2 separate regions of the Oryctolagus cuniculus genome follow, and region 1 is linked to region 2. Evidence: chromatin contacts called from public Hi-C data. All regions are on one chromosome and are shown on one strand. Each heading gives the region's core, a stretch centred on a gene start, on an enhancer-like site or on the middle of the called end of the contact. The rest is flanking DNA. Distances are from core to core; before and after follow the strand shown.

Evidence for each region. A called contact is a pair of places that touch in the nucleus more often than the background predicts.
Region 1: a Hi-C map of an unstated tissue shows a contact between it and region 2, with 5 times the contacts expected there. The contact joins two enhancer-like sites. A contact is called at or near these places in 2 of 6 Hi-C or Micro-C datasets (ear pinna and an unstated tissue).

Annotation. Positions count from the first base shown.
Region 1 is chr12:93,097,995-93,100,694 of mOryCun1.1, reverse strand. No RefSeq gene overlaps it. Among named protein-coding and RNA genes, the nearest start is that of TLE3, 460 kb to the right of the region's middle. Within about 2 kb of position 1,389, at least 1 of the 8 cell types and tissues checked has an H3K27ac peak or open chromatin away from gene starts, as enhancers often do.
Region 2 is chr12:92,298,174-92,300,873 of mOryCun1.1, reverse strand. No RefSeq gene overlaps it. Among named protein-coding and RNA genes, the nearest start is that of RPLP1, 200 kb to the right of the region's middle. Within about 2 kb of position 1,418, at least 1 of the 8 cell types and tissues checked has an H3K27ac peak or open chromatin away from gene starts, as enhancers often do.

The DNA of each region.
Region 1 (2,700 bases), core at 140-2,639, 800 kb before region 2:
TTAAACAAGCACCGGGCTCTTCTACCTTAGTGTGACACCTTTGTCCTCTTTGCTACACAATGGCGGCGGCTGCATCTTGTTTGTGTTCTAGGAAAGGAAAAAAAAAAAGAGGGGAGAAGAAAAAAAAAAAAAGGCCAGGCTAGGGAATTCGTCCTTTTTTGCAAAGCTTTCCCAGGAGCTCTACCCAAAGAATATTTCAGCTGGGCATATCGCTCCCGAACAAAATCAGAGTTCTGTCATTAAGGAAGACTTCCAAATGGCTACTGGGTAGGTAATTAGCCGTGTCCACTGCAAAGTTCTGCACTAGAGCTAAGCGGCCTGGGGAACCCCAGAGCCATCTGGGTTATTAGGAGATGAGCAAGACAGTGCTTGCAGAGTTCACAACTTAGAGAGGAAGACAGACAGCAGCCTGGACAGCAAGGACAGGGAATTTCAGGGGGCTTGGAGCTCAGCGGTGAGACAGCCTGGTCAGGGGGTGGGAGAGACCTAGCAGCAGGAGTCAGCCACGCGACAGGGGAGAAGTATCCCCAGCTACCGGGCAACCACAGCCACTCCGCCTCAGGTCTCCGGTGTAACGGGACAGGCTGTGAAATCGGACACAGCAGAGGCTGATGGCCCAGGGCTCTCTGGGGCAGCCACTGAAGAAGGGTTTGAAGAAAGGGGACGGGCTGACCAGACGGTGGTCTGTGCAGCTGCTGGGGCAGGGGCCTGGGGCAGCACGGAGGCAGGCAGAAAGGCAGGGGAGAGGGGTGATGTGTGAGGACCCTGAGGATGTCAGGGAAGAGTCACACTGCCCTCCCCCAGCTCCGCAATCTGGGGCTCAGGAGGGGCGAGGTGGGGGGATTTCGGAGAGATAATTGTGACGGAGGCCGCAGCAGATGTAAACAGATCCCGTCCTGAGGGGCTCGCGCCCTGATTCCCAGGGCCTGGGGGGGGGGGGGGTCCCGGCCGCTGGCTGACGGTGGTTCTCAGGAAGCCGAGGAGTCTCGCGCCGAATGCAGGACTGCTGAGGGACCCTAGAGTCGCCCAGGTCAGGGATGAGGCGGCTGAGGGGACTGGGTAAGGGGTGCCGGAAGGGAATCTGCGGGGTCTGGGGAGGTTAGGGCTGCGAAGGAGCGGCACTGCCCACCACGTTATCGCGAGGACTGTGGTCCTCACAGCGGCCAAGGAGGTCTGGGTCCTCCACCCAGATTCCAAATTGTCCGCTCCCAGACACCCCGAGGCTCCTTGCACCCGCTGCCGTCCGCACGCTCTGCCTGAGCGGAAAAAAATACCCCACGACCGGCCGGCAGGGGGCGCTGTGCACCCGAGCAAAGACGCGCGGCCGCCGGGTAGGGCTGGACTCCTGGGCGGTCCGGCCGAGACCTGCCGGCGGAACGGCGGCTCATAGCTCAGGGACGGCGAGGCCAGGGCGCCAAATGAAAGGGGCACAAGTGGGAGGGCCGCGGGGCCAGGCGGGCCGGTGCGCTCTCGGCGGCGGGGCCGGGGATAGCCCGGGGAACGGCGCGGGGAATGGCTGGTGCGTGGACACCGCCGAGGCGTCCCGCCTCGTTGTCGTTGCTGTTCCGGTATTGGAGGCTTTCCCGGGTTGTGGGGCGCGGGGCTCTGCAGTGCAACGCCCACTACCGTCCTCGAGGGCCCGGCCCACAGGAATGTGTTCAGGAGCCTCCCATCAAAGGCCAAAGCCAAGATTCTCAGAGAACAATCGGCAGCAAGTTTATGACCTGTTTTACTGACTAGGTCGATGCTGGAATCCTGGCGGAGGTGTCTGCTGTGCTGTGAGCGAGGGGCAGAAGCCTCGTGGTGAGCTGCCCACGTGCCCCCTCCTCTGCAGAGTGACCGGCCGGGACTAAGGCTTGACCTGTGAGCTCTGAGCTGAAAATCTGCCGGGCAACCCGCACACCGCATTGTTGGGAGTTCAGGCAGGACCATGGGGCCGCTTCCGAGTTTTCTGGTTACTCCAGAAAGGTGGTAGGGAAAGCTCTGGGGCCGGGCGTTGGTGGAGGCAGACGCCCGGAGTACGTGTGAGGAAGGAGGAAGAAGCAGGGAAGGCGACGCGGTGGGTCCTGGCTCGCAACAGCTAAAACAGGGACCACCATTCCGAAGTTGCCCTGGCGTCCCCCAGCCGCAGGCCCCTGAATCAGTGACAGTTAGTCACCCAATGGCCACGACAAACGCCTGGGCACAGAACTGCAGTGTGGCTGCTCACTTACACCCTCCCTCACCTGTTGCTTGCCCACCTAGTGCTGAAATGCAGGATGAGGTGAGTTCTGGGGGAGGACCTGGAGGGCCAGCAGCGGCCTGGGGCATTGTCTTAGGAGAAAAAACTGAAACAATGGACCTGGAACCTTCGGAGGGGAGTGCTTAGTTTCAGGCTGGTCCCCGCCGAGCCACAAAGCACGAGTCCCAGACTCTAATACTTCCAGTCTTCATTCAACACAATTACTTAAGTTATGGTTGTTAGCCCTTCCTTTTGAGTGTACGTCCCTTACAGCAGCTAAATCTTCCCCCTCGATCAACAATAAAAGAACAGTTGTACAGATGATTGAAGCTTGGATTACAGTTATCTCTATTGCTGACCGTTAGAACTGCCTCTCTCCTATCCCATACCCAAGTGGACTGCATGCCCACAGCTCAGGGTGAGCGTGGCAACAGCCCTGGGAGGAGGGCTGGGTGCAGCTTTGTAGTGGGCAGGTGTGT
Region 2 (2,700 bases), core at 169-2,668:
TCACAGATGGAAAAGGGAGCTCGGGGGGCCAACACTGTGGCATAGGGGGTAAAGCCGCCGCCTGCAGTGCCAACATCCCATATGGGCGCTGGTTTGAGTCCCAGCTGCTCCACTCCCGATCCAGCTGTCTGCTATGTCCTGGGAAAGCAGTGGAAGATGGCCCAATCCCTTGGGGCCCTCCACCTGTGTGAGAGACCCAGAGGAAGCTCCTGGCTCCTGGCTTCAGATTGGTGCAGCTCCAGCTGTTGCAGCCAATTGGAGAGTGAACCAGCGGATTGAAGACTCTCTCTCTCTCTCTCTCTCTCTCTCTGTATAATTCTGACTATCAAATAAATAAATAAATCTTAAAAAAAAAAAAAAGAAAAGAAAAGGGAGCTCGGGACAGGTCAGCATTGTGCACACGGCACTCTGGGAGGGGGAGTCAGAGCTGAGGCGGCGCAGGCTGGCTTGCCCTTTCCATCCCGCCCAAGTCTCACCAGCTCGGTCTTCCCCGCATCATACACAGCGTTCACAAAGCTGAGCACTCACCTGGCGACTATGAACAATACATTTTAATTTAAAATTGGCGATTTCATAGGCCACACTCTCTTCCTATAATCTAAGAACTTTAAACATTTTAGAAGTGCCTGAAAATATTCGTTACTTGGAAATTCATAAACATACCTGTAGATAATCCATGGATCAAAAACAGCATGAAAACTAAAGCTACAAACCAGCTGGAGACAGATGCGGAGGGAAACGTTTTCTTTCCTAACCTGTGAGATCCTGGAAAACGCTCAGCGGGGAGGGGGGGGGGAACCTGTGCCCTGAAATGGGAGAGATCAAAAATAAAGGCACAAAACGCACATCACAGGAAATTAGAAAAATAAGCAGACCGAAGGAACAAAGTATGAAATGGGGAATTAATCAATAGCTGAAATTAGAAACAGAAAACAAGAGAAAGGGAAAGTACATACACAAATGGATTCTTTAAAGCAGCCAGAGTGGGCTGGCCTAAGTCGCTGCTTGTGGTGCCAGCAGCCCAGACTGCAGCACGTGCTCCAGCCCCGGCGGCTGCACTCCAGCCCAGCCTGCCAGTGCACCTGGGAAAGCAGTAGAAGACGGCCCCCGTGCTTGGGCCCCTGCACCGTGTGGGAGACCGGGATGAAGCGCCTGGCTCCTGGCTTCAGCCTGGCCCAGCCCTGGCCTTTGCAGACATTTGGGGAATGAAGCAGGGGATGGAAGCTCTCTCTCTCTCTCTCTCTCTCTCTCTCTCTCTCTCTCTCTCTCTCGCAAGCACACGCACGCGCATACTCTCACTCTCACTCTCAATCTGTTCTGCCTTTCAAATAAACAATAAATAAATGTTTAAAAAAATAGAAAAATAGGCCTAATCGTGTGTGGGGGCGGGCAAAGGCCTCAGTTTCCCCGAGCCTGTGCCTTTGCACAGGGGCCACCGTTCCCCACCGTGGGCAGTGGCCCCTCAGTCTGCCGAGCCCTGGGCTTCCTCCTCTGGCCGCGGGGTCTGCTCGCCGGCCGGGGAGTCAGCTCGGAGCCTGGCGCCCTCACGGCCCAGACGGGACTGGCAGCGCTGGAGCTGCAGCCCTTCCTCTCGGGAGGAAAACTCCTCCATCTGCGCTTATTCAGCACACGAGCCCGGCTTGTCCTTTTCAGCAATGAAAACTGCTGTGGTTTTGTTTTCTCCCTGCTGCCGAGAGTGGAGAGGAAGCCTGTGGTTAGCCATCTTCGGGCGGAGACAGACACAGCGCGGCGGCTGTTAATGAGCGCCGGGACTCCCAGCCCCAGCCGGCGCAGCTCAGGAAGCTCAAGGAACGGCAGAGGGGGAGAAGAGCCTGCCAGTCTGCCCGCCCCGCCGCCCGCCCTGCAGCACCTGCTGCCTCTCCTGTCTTCTGCTGCCCAGAGTTACAGAGAGCGAGAGAGAGTGAGAGCGAGAGCGAGCGAGTGAGAGAGGGAGGGAGAGAGCGAATCTGCCGGTTCACTCCCCAAATGGACACAACAGCCGTGGCTGGGCCATCCGGGTCTCCCACCTGAGTGCAGGGGACAAGCACTTGGGCCGTCTTCTGCTGCTCTCCCAGGTGCATTAACATGAGTTGCCTGGGAAGCAGAGCAGCCAGGACTCGAACCCGGGCCCCTCTCTGGGATGCCGGCGTCACAAGTGGCAGCTTAACCTGCCGCACCGCAACACCGCCTCCTCTGCTGCACCACGCTGAGAGCCAGACACCATGGACCCGATTCGCTTTTACTCAAAGTTACAAAGTCCCTGTGAACCCGGGGTCCATCTTTGGTATCAGAGCTGCTGGCTGCGACTCAGCATGAATCCCAGCCCCTTTCCCATTAAAACCCTGGCAGAACTCCCAGGCAAAAACACTCAGTCCTCCGTCCTCCCTTGAGTTCACACACCAATCACACTTGATGATTAGTGTACCAGCCAAGATGGTGGCTGTTGCATTTTCGAGAAAACTTTCCTGGTAGAAGCGGCACCTCACCTTCCCCTTCCTTTTTTTCCTTTTTTTTTTTTTTTAAGATTTATGTATTTACTTGAAAGTCAGAGTTACACAGAGAGAGAATGAGAGGTAGAGAGAGGTCTTCCATCTGCTGGTTCACTCCCCAGTTGCCACAATGGCTGGAGCTGCACTGATCCGAAGCCAGGAGCCAGGAGCTTCTTCCAGGTCTCCCACACGGGTGCAGGGGCCCAAGGAC